Regions from separate parts of the Mus musculus genome. Here region 2 is linked to region 1. A link is a contact called in public Hi-C data. All regions are on one chromosome and are shown on one strand. Each heading gives the region's core, a stretch centred on a gene start, on an enhancer-like site or on the middle of the called end of the contact. The rest is flanking DNA. Distances are from core to core; before and after follow the strand shown.

Region 1 (7,173 bases), core at 633-3,132:
TTCGAATGTCTTTATTTTTAATACCAACATCAGCATAAATCTATTTTTGCTAGTAGATCAAAGCTATTTTCACACGCTCTGTTTTCTATCTTGTATCGATCCTGCGAATCAGTGATTATCTTTGTTGGAAAACCTTATCAAATGTGTCTGCAAATCAAGATGGTCTAAAGTGCAAGCCAGTTTTTTGTTTGCTTGTTTTTGAAACTGGGTTTAGGGGATACAGTTGTCAGAAGTGACTCATTCGCTTCATTTGTGATGATTTTTTTTTAATCTTCCTCTGTTAGCCCACAGGACATGTTTTGGGGAAAATGATACTTGTAAATCTTCTATTTAACCATTTGTAAAATCTAAATCATACCCCACTCCCCACTCCCATTTCGATTCTCCAGCGGCTCCTTTTAGTTTGTTGTCTTGCCCTACTGTGTAGCTCACTGACTGAGAATAAAGAATACAGCAAAGGCTGCCTTTGTCTTTGTTTTTCCTGGCTGTGTGTAGCTGTGGTTGACGGAAAGGCAGCAAGATGCTGGCTAGAGTCTGTCTAGAAGAACATAGCTGCTCACCTAAAGTGATGCACACTGAGACAGTGACTTGGGAAGACCTGGGTTGCTGTAGTCTTCTTCCTGGCATTTCCCAGCATTCTCAGCTCTAGGAATAGGCACTAGAAGCCAAAGGATCCCCTACTCCACCCACCTTACTATGCTATGGAAATACTATTTCCTCTGTGTCAGAACATGAAATGGAAGAGTGCTAATTGATTATGCCTGTGTAGTCATACAAATCGTGACTGACCTATGCACGTCCCTCTCTAAGGTGCGTCCCTGAGCATCCAGTGAACTCCATTTGGTTCAAGTTGGTGTGTCCCAGCATTGTTTACAATAGAGTGGTGCTAAAGAATATCTGAAAAGCAGCCTAAGAACTTTGAAATTATTGGCCACTGTTTGCTCATGTTGGTATTAAAGCATCATGATCCAGACAACTGAGGAGACAGTTTGGATAATATACCTCAAGTTTAAATCTTCAGTCACGTTCTTACTATACCCCTGCCATTGTACTCACGGACATCAGTAATGAGCAAGCCAGGACTGTCTCCCCACCTGGCGTTCCCATAACACAGGCCAACCCAACAGATTCAAGAGAATGAGATGAAGGGCCCAGAGCAAGTGTGAAACATGGGAGATTAACAAGACAAGAAGCCCATGCTGCCTCAGTGGCAAATGGAGCTCCCAGAAAGGAGGCCCATCAGGAGTGTGGCTTTGAAGGTACATGCCACTTTGCTAGACAATCCAGAACTGGCTGGAAGAGCTGTCCCTTCCTAGGTCTCAAATCAACCATTCATGTAATGGTTTTAATGAGCTGAGAGGAGGCTCTTCTTGCTGTCATTTAAACTCAGAGACTGAGAAAGATACATTAATTAAGACTCTTTAAATTCGGTTAAGGTCCTCGGAGTAATTTACACGCACACACACACACACACACACACACACACAATTTTTCTCCGGGTATTTCAAACCTAGGCAACCCAGGGCACAGTATTGATCAGCATTTTAGCACCACCATGGGTCTGGGACACAATTGTTCTGCTGCCTAGGAACAAATTTCTTTTGATTCGGTTGCAAAGGAGTTTCACTTCTTGCCCAGGGTGGACACTACAGGTGTGTGCTTCCGTGCCCAGCTATTGCTCAGGAACTTTTTTAAAGGGCTGCACGTAAGGAGGCCCCAGCTGCTGCTGTGATGGAGTCTTGGGAGGTACATTTATGGAGCAAGGAAGAGTTCTAAACCCAGACATTTCTCTGCCTTTAGAAGCCGTGCATCTGGTGGCAAGCTAGTAAGTTAGTCACTCATCAGAGTGTGGTCAGACATTGCCCACATGGTCCACGGAGAGCGAATGGCAGTTCCTCTAAATTGGTGATGAATCTAGAGGAAGTCTGGGTCTCAGCGACAGGGAAGAGATAGGAGGGGCCTGACACCAAAAGCAAAACAACCCATCCTGCTTTGCCCAGGTCATTCTCTGTTCTATCATAGAGTCCTGTTAAGCAGGAGCTGCTGTAGGCTTAGATAAACTGAGATAACTGGTCAACCTACACTATTGAGCTGCCATATCAGCTCTGAATGTTCTACTAGAATGAGAGAGAGGGGGAGAGGGGGAGTGGGAGAGAGAGAGGGAGAGGGAGGGAGAGAGAGAGAGAGGGAGAGAGAGAGAGGGAGAGGGAGAGAGAGAGAGAGAGAGAGAGAGAGAGAGAGAGAGAGAGAGAGAGAGAGAGAGAGAGAGACTCGGGCCAGTGGTACAAAACAAAACAAGTCTTCCATTCTTACTAAGCCACTGGGATTCCTTTGATAACATCATCATGGCCTGCCTGTCACATCAGTACAAATGCCTTTGGTCCACAGATCCTATTTTTCTTGTTGCAGCCTACCATGTCTGAAATACAACCGATCTCTCAGTCTTTCTACAGCCTTAAAAAAAAAGAGGACAAGCCTTTAATCCCAGCACTTGGGAGGCAGAGACAAGTGGATTTCTGAGTTCAAGGCCAGCCTGGTCTACAGAGTGAGTTCCAGGACAGCCAGGGCTACACAGAGAAACCCTGTCTCAAAAAACAAAAATCCAAAAACAAAGCAAAAAAAGAGTCCCCTTGGTCATGATGTCTCTTCATAGCAATAAAACCGTAAGACAGAAGTTGGTACCAGGGACTGGGGTATTGCTATAATAGGCCTGACCGTGTTTTTGTTTGAAGGAATGTGGACTTGGGGACATTGGATTAGGAAAGCAGTAGAGTGCTTTCAGTGTGGCTTAATTAGCCATCCTAGTAGGAACATGGAAGTCAATGGTGCTGAGGGTGATTTGAACTTTGGCCGCCTGGCTCAAGAGGTAAGAAAGATGATGTCGTGAGTGTAGGAGATCCTTTAGGGCATCTCAGTGCTAGTGTCCTGTGAGTAAAGTCAATGGGCAACTGCAACAGCCTGACCCAAGCAGGATGACAAAGGGCACAGACCCATCAGGAATGAAGGTGTGGCTCACTTCCCCAGGAAAAGATCCAAGACCTGCATGCAGAGGATGAAGGAAATAGAGAATGGGTAGTAGAGGAAGGTAGTTATAAATACCATCTAAGCCACATGACCAGTTACAGAAGCGAGGATTATAGTTGACATGAGTACTTCTGTTGTATTTTAAGAATGTATTTATACAAATAATTGTGTTTTCTTTCAATTTCTTTAACACAAATTATCATATTTAAGTTTGAGATACCAAAATATATTCCCCAAAGGACATTGACACCTATTCCAAATTTGCAATGTGTTTGTAGTTGTACAAGTGATAGTTATATTATATTAGGCATTATTATGACCCGAGTTTTTGTTTGTGGTTGTATGAGGGATAGTTATATCATGATTATGATAGGGCTATTGTTTTCATTTGGATGTAAGAAGATATGATTGTATGTCAAGTTGCCAAGGGGCAGACTGTGATAGCTATTCTCCATGGTCACCCTGACTATATCTAGAATGAACTGCAGTCCAGACATAGAGGACACACTTGTGATCCAGATCTTGAGGCTGAAAGACAAGGGCTTTTGATTCAGATCTTGAGGTGGGATGCCATATGCTTTTCATCACACCATTAATTGACACACATCTTTAATCCAGATCTTGAGGCATAGTAGCCATGCTTATAAAGATCTATAAGTAAATGGAATTAAAGAAAAGCTTAGGTCCAGGTGTGGTGGTGGTACACACCTTTTATTCCAGCACTTGGGAGACAGAGGCATGGAGATCTCTGAATTCAAGGCCACCCTGGTCTACAGAACAAGTTTCAGAACAGTCAAACATAGGCAGTTAAGGAATCCATGGCAAACAGAAAGCTGGTGAAGATAGAATTAAACAAGGGGACATGTTCTGGCCTCAGCATGTAGCAGAACGTGGCAGCTTCAGCCACATGATTCCGTCTTTAGAATCAAGGATGGAATTTCCCTCTGATACTAAGCAAAGTTGCAGAGGCCAGGAATGTATCAGGGGTATCCCTGCATGGAGGTCCAGAGAGGCCATTGTGTTGAAAGAGGCGTTGGATCTTTCTCCACATCTAAGGAAAGCCACTGGGGCCAAATATATGGCAGGGAGTTTGCCCAGCTGGTTTTTTGGTCTTGCTTTGGTCCAGTATTTCCTCACTACACTCCCTTCCCTCCATTTTGAGATGGTAATTTACATCCTGTGCCACTGTATATTGGGAATATGTGATCTGGTTTCTTTACTTTGATTTTATAGGCGATTACAGTTAAAAGATTGCATCAATCTCAGAAGAGACTTTGAACTTTGGACCTTTAAACATTGTTGAGACTGTGATAGACTATGGGGACTTTTGAAGTTAGACTAAATGCATTTGTTATGTCTACAAGCATGTGGGGGCCAGGGAGTGGAATGTGGTGGTTTGAATAGGTATGGCCCCCATAGACTCGTGTCTGAATGCTTGACCCACAGAGTGGCACTATTGGGAGGCGAGGCATTGTTAAAATAGGTGTGACCTTGTTGGAGGAAGTGTGTCACTGTTGGGGCAGGTTTTGAGGTCTCCTATGCTCAAGTTCTGCCCAGTATAGAATCCAGTCACTTTCTGTTGCCTGTGGACCAAGATGTAGAATTATCAGTTCCTTCTCCTGCACCATGTCTGTCTGTACTCTGCCGTGCTTCCCACTGTGATGATAGTGGACTAAGCCTCTGAACCTATAAGCCGGCCACAATTAAATGTTGTGTGTTTAAGAGTTGCTTTGGTCATGATGTCTCTTCACAGCAGTAAAACCCTAACTTAGCACTCAAACACATAAAATTAAAAAAGTAAATCTTTAATGAAACAACAAACCAGAATTCCAAAGAGTCACTTCCTAAGTGGCATTTTCTGTTTCTGCTCTCTGAAGTGTCCCTGAAAGCCTGTCACTTAATCAGTGTGCCTTGGGGTCCAGATAAAGGGCCAGGCTTTGGGGCATCACAGGCACGCAAGAAGGATCATCTCTGTGGCAATTTCAGAGTGTTCACGTCTTAGCTGTTTTGTTTGATTGGTTAAAATACTTAGCATTCTTCACATGTAAGAGTTTAACCTGGGCGGAGAAACCAGCTTGGTAGAGTCCAGGAAAACTCCAGAACCCATATGCTGTTCCTGGCAGTTGTTCTTACTCATTTACCGAGTCATAAAGATGTGTGGTTGCTGTTATTGTTTGCCTCCTAAATGTCCCCCAGAGCCAGTCTTTTGAAGACTTGGTTCCTAGGCCGTACTTCTATTGGGAAGTAGTGGAACCTCTGAGAGGTGAGGCTGGTAGAGGAATTGAGTCACTGTGTTAGGCCCTTGAAGGTGATATGACGACTCAAGCCCCTCCCTGCCCCACCCCCTCCACTGTTCTTCCTGCCTCCTGGCTATTGTGAGGTGACTGCTTCCTCTGCCCCCAGCTTCCCATTCACTAGGCTCTTCAACTTCACCCCAGGTCCAAAAGTAATAAGGTGGAATGACCATAGGCTGAGACTGAAATCACAAGCCAAACCCTTTCTTCTTTTAATGTGTGCATCTCAGATATTGTGTCAAAACGGATAACTAACGCAATTACTTTTAAAAAATAGTTAAAATTTAAATAATTATAAAATCATGTAACAACACAATAAAATGGTTGGCACTCATTAGTTTTAGAAATAGACATTTTACTTTAGAAATAGACATTTTACTGGGCATGGAGATGGCGGTACATGCCTCTACAGGATAGGACGGGAGGATTGCTACGAGCTTTGAGGCCAGCCTTAGCTACATAGCAGATACTGACTCGAAGAGCCAAAATGTAAGATAAGGAACAGAAAATTTACATGCCTACTACCCCAGTGCTAGGTAACCTGAGGCAGGGAGGCACTGAACGTTCAAATCCAACCTGGAGGTGCTGGTTACTCTGTTGATTTGGACAGATGGAGTCATCTGGGAAGACTGCACATCAAGCGATGAATTTCCTCCATCAGATTGGCCTGTGGGCCATTTCCTTGACTTATAACTGGTGTGAAAGGGCCCAGCCTGGGGTGTGCGTGGTGCCATCCCAGGCAAGTGTTCTTAGGTTGTGTAAGAAAGCAAGCTGAGCAAGCTGTGGACAGCAGGCAGTGAGTAGTCAGTATTCTACTTCCGTGGTCTCTGCTTCAGTTCCTGCCCTGGCTTCCCTCAGGGATGAGTGATAAAGAGTAAGTCAAACAAACACACAAATAAGACCCTTTCTTCCCCAATCACTTTAGATCATGGAGAAATGAGCAAGACTATTGCTGTGACAACTCTAACCATGAGGTATGGGGGAGGATTGCAGAAGTATTTGGAACTTTGATTTGGAAAAGCCGTTGAGTGTGCCAAACTTAATGGGCTGTTCTGTGGGAGCTTGGAGGATTAGCGAGTTGAGGGAAATACCGTCAGCAGACGCCTGGCTTGTGATGTTTCAGAGGGAAGGAAAAACTCTCTCAGGGCTCTTCGGATGATATTCTGAATTAAGAGCATGTGGTTTCTGTTTTACTAGGGTGGGTGAATTAGCTGTGATTAACAAGACTCTGGGCCACTGAAGTGAATCTGTTGTTCCTGGGACATGTGAGGCTGGTTAGCTGGGGCCTGTGAAGTCAGCTGTAGTTAACAAGAGGCAACAGCATTGAGGTGAAGTCTTCTGGGAACTATTTCTTCAGGGTGAGCACACACTCACTGTGGTCCAGATGGACCATCTCGAGATGACGACCAGACTTGGCAGTGTATGTGAGGCTCCCACATGGCATTGGTTTTAAAGGCACAAAGGGGTTGTGGGGAGCAGCTGAGGCTTGGCACCGTGTGACAGGATTGGAGTTCCTATGGCACCATATGACAGGATTGGAGGTCTTGTGGCACCATGTGACAGGATTGGAGGTCCTGTAGCACCATGTGTCAGAATTGGAGGTCCTGTAGAAAGACCCTGAAGCCATTTGTAAAGGTGCAGCCTCCATTGTGGACTCTCAGGATGGAAAGGGACATGGAGAAAGGCTGAGCTTTGGTTCCATGGACCAAGAAGTCCCGTGACCTTCCAAAACAGTGCCACAAGCTATGACCCAAGTGTTCAAATACAGGAGCCTGTGGGGGAACAATTCACACCCAAACCATAGCATAGGTGCACACGCACACGCGGATGAATTTATGGCCTTTTAAGAGTGAGA
Region 2 (7,104 bases), core at 2,579-5,078, 150 kb after region 1:
ACATTAAAAGGTAATCTCAAATCCTCATTAGAAATTTCAAAATTCTTGTTTTATTATTACCCATTTTTTCTTACTGTCTTTCTTCCCTCCTCTGTTTGCTTTAAAGATTTTACTTTGCATTTAAGCTTTAAGACTTAGATATGTTTTCTTATTTCTCACTTCTTGAATTGTTCAGTTTATGTCACTCAATATATGAAAAAAAACAAGGACATGACTGCTGCAAGGTCCTGTTGAGTAGAAGGAATATTGTAGGTATGAGGGAGAAAACAGCCACAGGCACCTGGAAGGGTCCAGACTGAACTGGGCCAGGAGCCTGGCCGGGGCCATGAGGGGAGGGACTGGGGTGGGAGACTGAGAGAGGAAAAGAGAGAGCAAGGACAAGAGAAAGGACCAGCAGCCAAGAGAGGTAGGAGGCCAGGAGACAGAGACCAAGAGCCCATGTAGCCAAAATGGCTGAGTTATATAAATGAAATGCAGGCAGAAGAGAAGGGAGCTCGGGGGTCAGAGGCTTAGGATAAGTGTCAAGGTATGCCAGCTGGAATGGTTCTGTGACACATACCTGTGATGCTGACAGATGCTGGGAGAACCTGGTAGCCACAATACACTTTGCTGTGTTCAACAGGCACCTCAGTAACCCATTTATCCTGGGTTTAATCTAACACTCATCTATTTTCAAGTACTTAGCACATTAAAGCCATTTCTACTTTCTCCCTATCTTTGTCTGGGATAAAAAGTACACACATATTAGATCTTGTGTGTATCTCACATCTCTGTTCTATATTTTGATTTGACTTTGAGTTTCACCTGGGATTTTTCTGTTCATCTATTTGCAAAATTGGCAATTCTTTCCTTCTGTATTTAGTCTCCTAATATTTATATCCATCAAATGAGATGATTTCAAATACTGTATTTGAGAGTTAACATGTCAATTAGATTTGTGTTTCTTTTCAATTTCTTACTTGTTATGATAGTACCAGATGCTGTAACTGACCTTCTCAGAAGCTCCCTTCTCACCTGGCAAGTCTTTACGTGTAGGAGTATTTACCACTAGTTTTATTTATTAAAAGTCTTCTTGAATGTTGGATATTATTGATTCTGTTTTTTCATCTTTTGTGGACCTATACTGTGTGTGAAAGAGATAAACAGACAAGAAAGAGAGCGATACACCCACTATGCCATAGAGGAAGTGCAGGAACCACCTAGGATACCAGTCCTGGCCTTTCACCTTGCTTGGAACAGAGTCTCTCTGGTTTTTGCTGCTTCTTATGCCAGGGCCATAGGCCAACAAGCTTTGAGGATTTATGACTTTATTGCCTATCTCTCCACAGAAGCACTGGGAATGAACACACACATGTGCCTTACACACACACACACACACACACACACACACACACACAGAGGCTTTAGGTGGGATCTGAGGATTTGAATTCAGGTTCTCACACTGGCACAGCACTTCACCCTCCTGTGTTATCTGCCCAGTATTTTTAATCAAAGAGAGTATAGCTGCTCCTAATATGTACAACAGTAAACTAACCACTTCAACTGCTAAGAGTAGTGACCTGATAATCCCCTGAGAGCCCATCATAGGTGACACAAACCAACCCATTTTTCACTTACAGAAGTTGTTGAGAATAAATACACATAAACACTAGCACCCAATGTTGACCTAAATAGAGCAGGGAAGTTAAAAGGCAAGGTTAGAATACCTGTCCTAACCCTTATCTCTGTCATTTACTCTAATGTATGTTAAAGACCTTTGGAAACTACAAGCGTGCTGTAAAATGTCTTACATGTTATTAAAATTTCTAAATCTACCTAAAAGATTTAAATGTGAGATTAAGGACAATAAAAAGTGGCAATCAACAATGTAAGATCAAGGGAAGAGTAAAAGGCCTGCTGACAACAGGAGCCCAAGGCAAACCCTTTATAGGTGGGCCTAAATACCCTCCTTACTTCAACAGGCCTAAGCTGACCTCAAGACAGTAAGCCATAGGGCATGCTGAATGCTGAAGTACACACTCTCCTGGATATCATCAAAACACAGCAATATTAAGTATATATATTATGAAAATGACTTTTACCACATGACCTCATCATGTGAAGAATGAGCCACATTAATTCATTTTTACCAGTAGATAAGGTATGGTTTTAGAAGCCTTAAAACACAAAAAGAGATGAAAAATGAAAGCAAAACCAAACAACCCCACATAGGTGAGAGCAGCACTCTAGCAGTACAAAGCAAAGAGGAGAAGGTGGATCCCCATAGCAGAGCCACTGGGGACCATCAGCCTGGCTCACTGGAAGCAAAAACACTGAGAGCCACTCTGAGCATGGGGCAGCAGGTGTGAAACAGGCAAGAAACACACTGAGCTTCCTCTATGCTCAAAGCAAATATCAGGAAGTTGTAAGTGAAATCAAACAAAACCATGAATATGGTTGTAAAAAGTGAGTAATTTTGCTCCCAAGTTGATTAAGAAAATACATTTAAAATATCAGGATTATGCAAGAAAAATCTAAACTTTAAGGTAATGGGACAAAAGCTGAGAGTTATTTGTCTCCACAGGTAGAATAAAAAGGCAGTAAACCTTATCTTTGCATCTCATGGGACAAGTGTCATTTGCTAACTATGCAGAAAGGTATATCAACTCAATTCCAAAACGGGGACCACTAAAAGATTTCCATAAAAGCATTTTCAAAGCCATTCAATAATCTTATGAATAAACTAGTATACCTTAGCAAGTGACTTCACAATAGGATTCTCCATAATCCCCTTGAGGAAAATTAGGTCTATCTCCTCTGCTCCTGTAGATGAGGGCAGCTCTGTAAGGTTTTCCAAAACTTGCTGCATTTCTGATGAGATAAAAGCCAGATAAGAAATTAGTGAATACATGAGTAAAGGAAAACCCAAATAGAAATCAGGCAATCACACTGTAATTAAAATATGCCAATCAACGGCTACTTCATTTTGAGAATTTCCAGAGTGACTATACATCAGAGCAATACAGAAAAATCAATACTTTCCCTAAATAGAGTGATAGCCACTTAAAGGTAAAGTAAGACGTTCAGATATGAGGAAATCATAAAATTATACTACATAAGTCATTTCAAATATATTGAAGACAAATTTTGTACTAAGAATCACTAATATAAAAGAATACGACAATACTTTTCAAATTCTTAAGAAAGGAAAAGTGGATATTCCAATAGGATTTAAGTTACAAAATATACTAAAATAGAAAATGTAGAAAACTAAAAGTTACATTTAAAAATATATGAGGTTTCCTGAGCTGTCAACCACAAGACACTAGAAAGTATGTAGCATCATTACAGCAACATAAAAATATTTAAACTAAGTTCCTAAATGAAATTCAATACACAAAAAGATGACAACATAGATTGACAACATTTTTACTGTTTTTATTCCTTTCAAGATTCCTATTAGAAGACCAGCAAAGTATCTGAGTTAAAAAGGAGGAAGAGGAAGAAGAGGGGGAGGAGGAAGAGGAGAAAACAAATAGCTAGGGAGAAAGCATGAGACTAACAAACACATCCAAGCTTGGAGACTGTAGAAGCAGAAACTTAGACAAAAGAATGAGCCAATCCCACCCTTCAATTATTTCAGCAATCTATCCATTTGTTCCCTTCTACCTGGCTATAGTCATATCTTGACTAGACCATCAATGCAGCCTAGCTATAACTGATAGCTTCCTCTTACTGTCAAAAATACTTGAGACAAGCTACTTAAAAGAGAAAATGGCTATTTGACTCACAGTTTTGAAGTTTCCACATTGGACTGATTGACTCATTGCCTTGGGCCAGTAATGGCACACCATAGCAGAAGCCCATGGCAGGGCAGAGCTGTTTACTTCATAGCCAGGGCAAGAGAAAGAGACCAAGGTACCTACCAGAACTTTTGAGCGCATGCCTCAATAAAAATCTCCTATGAGGCCCTACTTCTTAAAGGTTTTGCTACCTCCCAACAGCATCATGTGTTGGGAACTTTTGGGAGGGTCATTACAGATCCAAACTATGGTAATGACCCATAAGGAAGTAATTTAAATGTAAATTTTAAGGCTTTTAAGCCTTTTAATACATTGCTGGATTCAATCTACATACAGCCACCTTTATAGCTTTAACCACCCAATCCTTCCTTAGTCTTGAGACAAATCCTCTCCTCTTTACCACCATTTGTATAAGACCACTTTGATCACCTTTGCACAGCTAATTCATACTCATCTTGCGGAAGCAAATTTTCAACCTCACTGGCTGCTACAATTAGAATTAGTCTTCTCTCTCTCTCTCTCTCTCTCTCTCTCTCTCTTTCTCTTCATCCATCCATAGTACTTTACAATTCAGCCAAACACATATAATACTGTGACTTTATTCAAAACAGTTTCCTGTTAAATTCTGAGAAGTGCAGAAATCATGCCTGTCTTGCTCCTAGCTGAATTGCCAAGAATTAGGATTCAGTTTGGTATATCAAAGATTCTCAATAGTGTATTTTCAGTCCAAAAAAAAAAAAAAAATAGCATTTCAATGTATCTTAACCATAGTTTTCAAACTATATATTTACTCCCGTGAATTATTTACACGGTTATGGCAGAAGTGGTGTGTTTAACTGTTTATATCACTGAAGCAGAATAGCTTTTACAGAAATGTTTTCTACTGTTATCTTCTACAAATATTTTGTTATTGAAGAAAAACCTACATGTTTCCCTAAAGAGAGACAAAGATGAGGCAGACATACACAATCTTCCACAGTGTACACCTCATGGCAGTCGCCATGCTTCCTGTTCTAAGGAACCGCAAGCTGTTAGGCTTACTCTCTCATTAACTTACCGATTTCGTGTGAAGCTTTGAGGTCTTCTCATAGACTTCTTCCTGATGTTAATGTGCCTTGTGTTACTGTGAAAAGAATTTCTTAAGTTTTAGTTTTGACTGATTTTGTGTGCAACAATCTTAATCCTTTTCCTAACATTTTGCCTTGAGATTCAGCCGAGTTATCTCTATGCACCAGAACATAACGGTTCTCTTCTACCAGTGACCTCAACTAAGTAACTTTATGGAACAATTCTGAACTGAAGATCTACTTTCTCTTCATTTTCTTCCTTGTAACAGATTAACAACTTTGAGTTCATTTAGGGAATTTTAAAAATTGTATAGTCATAAAATTATTTTTATACTATAAATAAAATCTTGTATATCAACTGAGTCTGGAAACATCTAGATATCACCATCTTTAATTTTCATCATTTAACTATTTTAGTCAGATTTACCAATATGTTTAGTAATAGTTTTTCCTTGTAGATATGGTTAATCATTAATTATTCTTTATATAAGAAAACATGTTAGGACATTAAATTAACTGTAGCAAAAATTAAGAATATTCACAATTAAATGGATAAAGATTAAAAAAACAGAACAAACAAACAAAAAATCCTCATAGCAATTCATGTAAGTCTTGCCAGCAGTGAGTACTAAGCAGCTTTCGTGGCCATTTAAGGTGTGGACTGCTGCTCCCTTTCAGGTCCTTCTCTCTCTTCTAAGAACACGGAAGTCAGTCTCGCCACCACGGCAGCTCTGCTTCTCTATGTACATCATATGTGGTTGAGGTACAGCAACACTGTAGACTTCCCTAATCACCATGCATCCTAAAGCAACACATAGACTTCATTTTCTAAAAGATGCATTTACTGTATATGTGTGACTGTCTTCCTATGCACCACATATGTGCACCACATAAGTGGCTGGTGCCTGTTGAGGACAGAAGGCAGCGTTGGATCCTTGGATTTGAGAGTTATGGGTCGTTGTGGGCCACCATAGGTTAGGTGCTGGAAACTCATTCCTCTGCAAGAGCAACTGATGCTCTGAAACCACAGGACCCCTCTTCAGCCCGGATACTTCATCTGTAGAGATGCTGAAGATTTTTGCATGCATGAAGTAACAATACTTTAATATGAAGATTATCTAAACATACTATTTAACCAATTTCTATGAAACATTTACGTTGTTTCCAACTATTTATGTTATTGTGATTGTTGTGTGGTTTTATGAGTACTCTATAGGTAAAATTTCTGGTCGTAAGATTTCTATATCAGAGACTATTTTTTATCAGTATGGTTATAAATTGGTATTTTGAAGAAATAATACCAACTTACAATATGCTTTGCAGTCATTTATCTTTTAAAGGTCTCTAAATTTTAAGTGTGCTACATATACAAAGTATATACTTTGATATATATTGCAAGACTATAAGAATATTAAGATAGTGAACATATTCATCTTTCAGATAAAACAGAAAGATGGCCCCTTTTTGATGCTTCCTGCCCCGAAGCTTGCATCTCTTTCCCCAGTGTACATAAGCCTCCACTGCTCTACACTATTTACAAGCTTGCTTACTTTAAAATTCTGATATATTCCAGCACTCACTGCATATTCTCTAACTATAATTATCAAAACCTACCATACATCTAATAGGATCTATCTAGTGATTAAGTTTAGATCTTCTAGCCCCTCACTGCCCAGTTGATCTACTTTGTATTCCACGTGGTTTATTAAAGCCCCTTGCTATTACTGTACATTGATGTCATTTCCTTGTCTCTCCTGTAATCCTTTCATAAAGCTGGTTGATATGTCACTTGGTACACAGGATGTTATCCTGTATGAAAAGATGTACCCTTCCATTTTCTCTTTCTTTTCGATGGGTTTGGGGCGGGGGTGCTTTTTGTTTGTTTTAAAAGCTGTAACCAAAAATTGCTATCTACTCAAAGATGGTCTTCAACCCTTGATTCCTCAGCCTCTGTCTGCATGCTGGGGTCACAAGCATGTGGCGTCACACCCAGCTCCCTATTCACCCCTCATGCTGTGTCTTACTTTGCTAAGTGTCAGTGTCCTGCCCCTGCCCTTTGCCTACACTGGCCTGTTTCCTTTAACTATCCCAGGTGTACTGGCTAGTTTTGTGTCAACTTGACACAGCTGGAGTTTTCACAGAGAAAGGAGCTTCAGTTGGGGAAATGCCTCCATGAGATCCAACTGTAAGGCATTTTCTCAATTAGTAATCAAGTGGGAAAGGCCCCTTGTGGGTGGGACCATCTCTGGGCTGGT

The links. A called contact is a pair of places that touch in the nucleus more often than the background predicts.
Region 2: a contact with region 1 is called in a Hi-C map of bone marrow-derived macrophages, with 28 read pairs. The contact joins two enhancer-like sites. A contact is called at or near these places in 2 of 484 Hi-C or Micro-C datasets (bone marrow-derived macrophages and granulocyte-monocyte progenitors), 1 of 115 datasets of contacts at active chromatin or transcription factors (bone marrow-derived macrophages) and 1 of 9 other capture datasets (adipose tissue).

The regions. Positions count from the first base shown.
Region 1 is chr6:50,286,615-50,293,787 of GRCm38.p6, reverse strand. Osbpl3 (oxysterol binding protein-like 3) reads left to right here. Exons shown (of 24, transcript NM_001347213.1): 24 at 1-461. Among named protein-coding and RNA genes, the nearest start is that of Gsdme, 28 kb to the right of the region's middle. Within about 2 kb of position 1,882, at least 43 of the 459 cell types and tissues checked have an H3K27ac peak or open chromatin away from gene starts, as enhancers often do. A contact at or near this core is called in bone marrow-derived macrophages, where this site is marked.
Region 2 is chr6:50,141,520-50,148,623 of GRCm38.p6, reverse strand. Mpp6 (membrane protein, palmitoylated 6 (MAGUK p55 subfamily member 6)) reads right to left here. Exons shown (of 13, transcript NM_019939.2): 2 at 4,840-4,905; 3 at 2,732-2,850. The coding sequence starts at 2,848. Among named protein-coding and RNA genes, the nearest start is that of Mpp6, 35 kb to the right of the region's middle. Within about 2 kb of position 3,828, at least 10 of the 459 cell types and tissues checked have an H3K27ac peak or open chromatin away from gene starts, as enhancers often do. A contact at or near this core is called in bone marrow-derived macrophages, where this site is marked.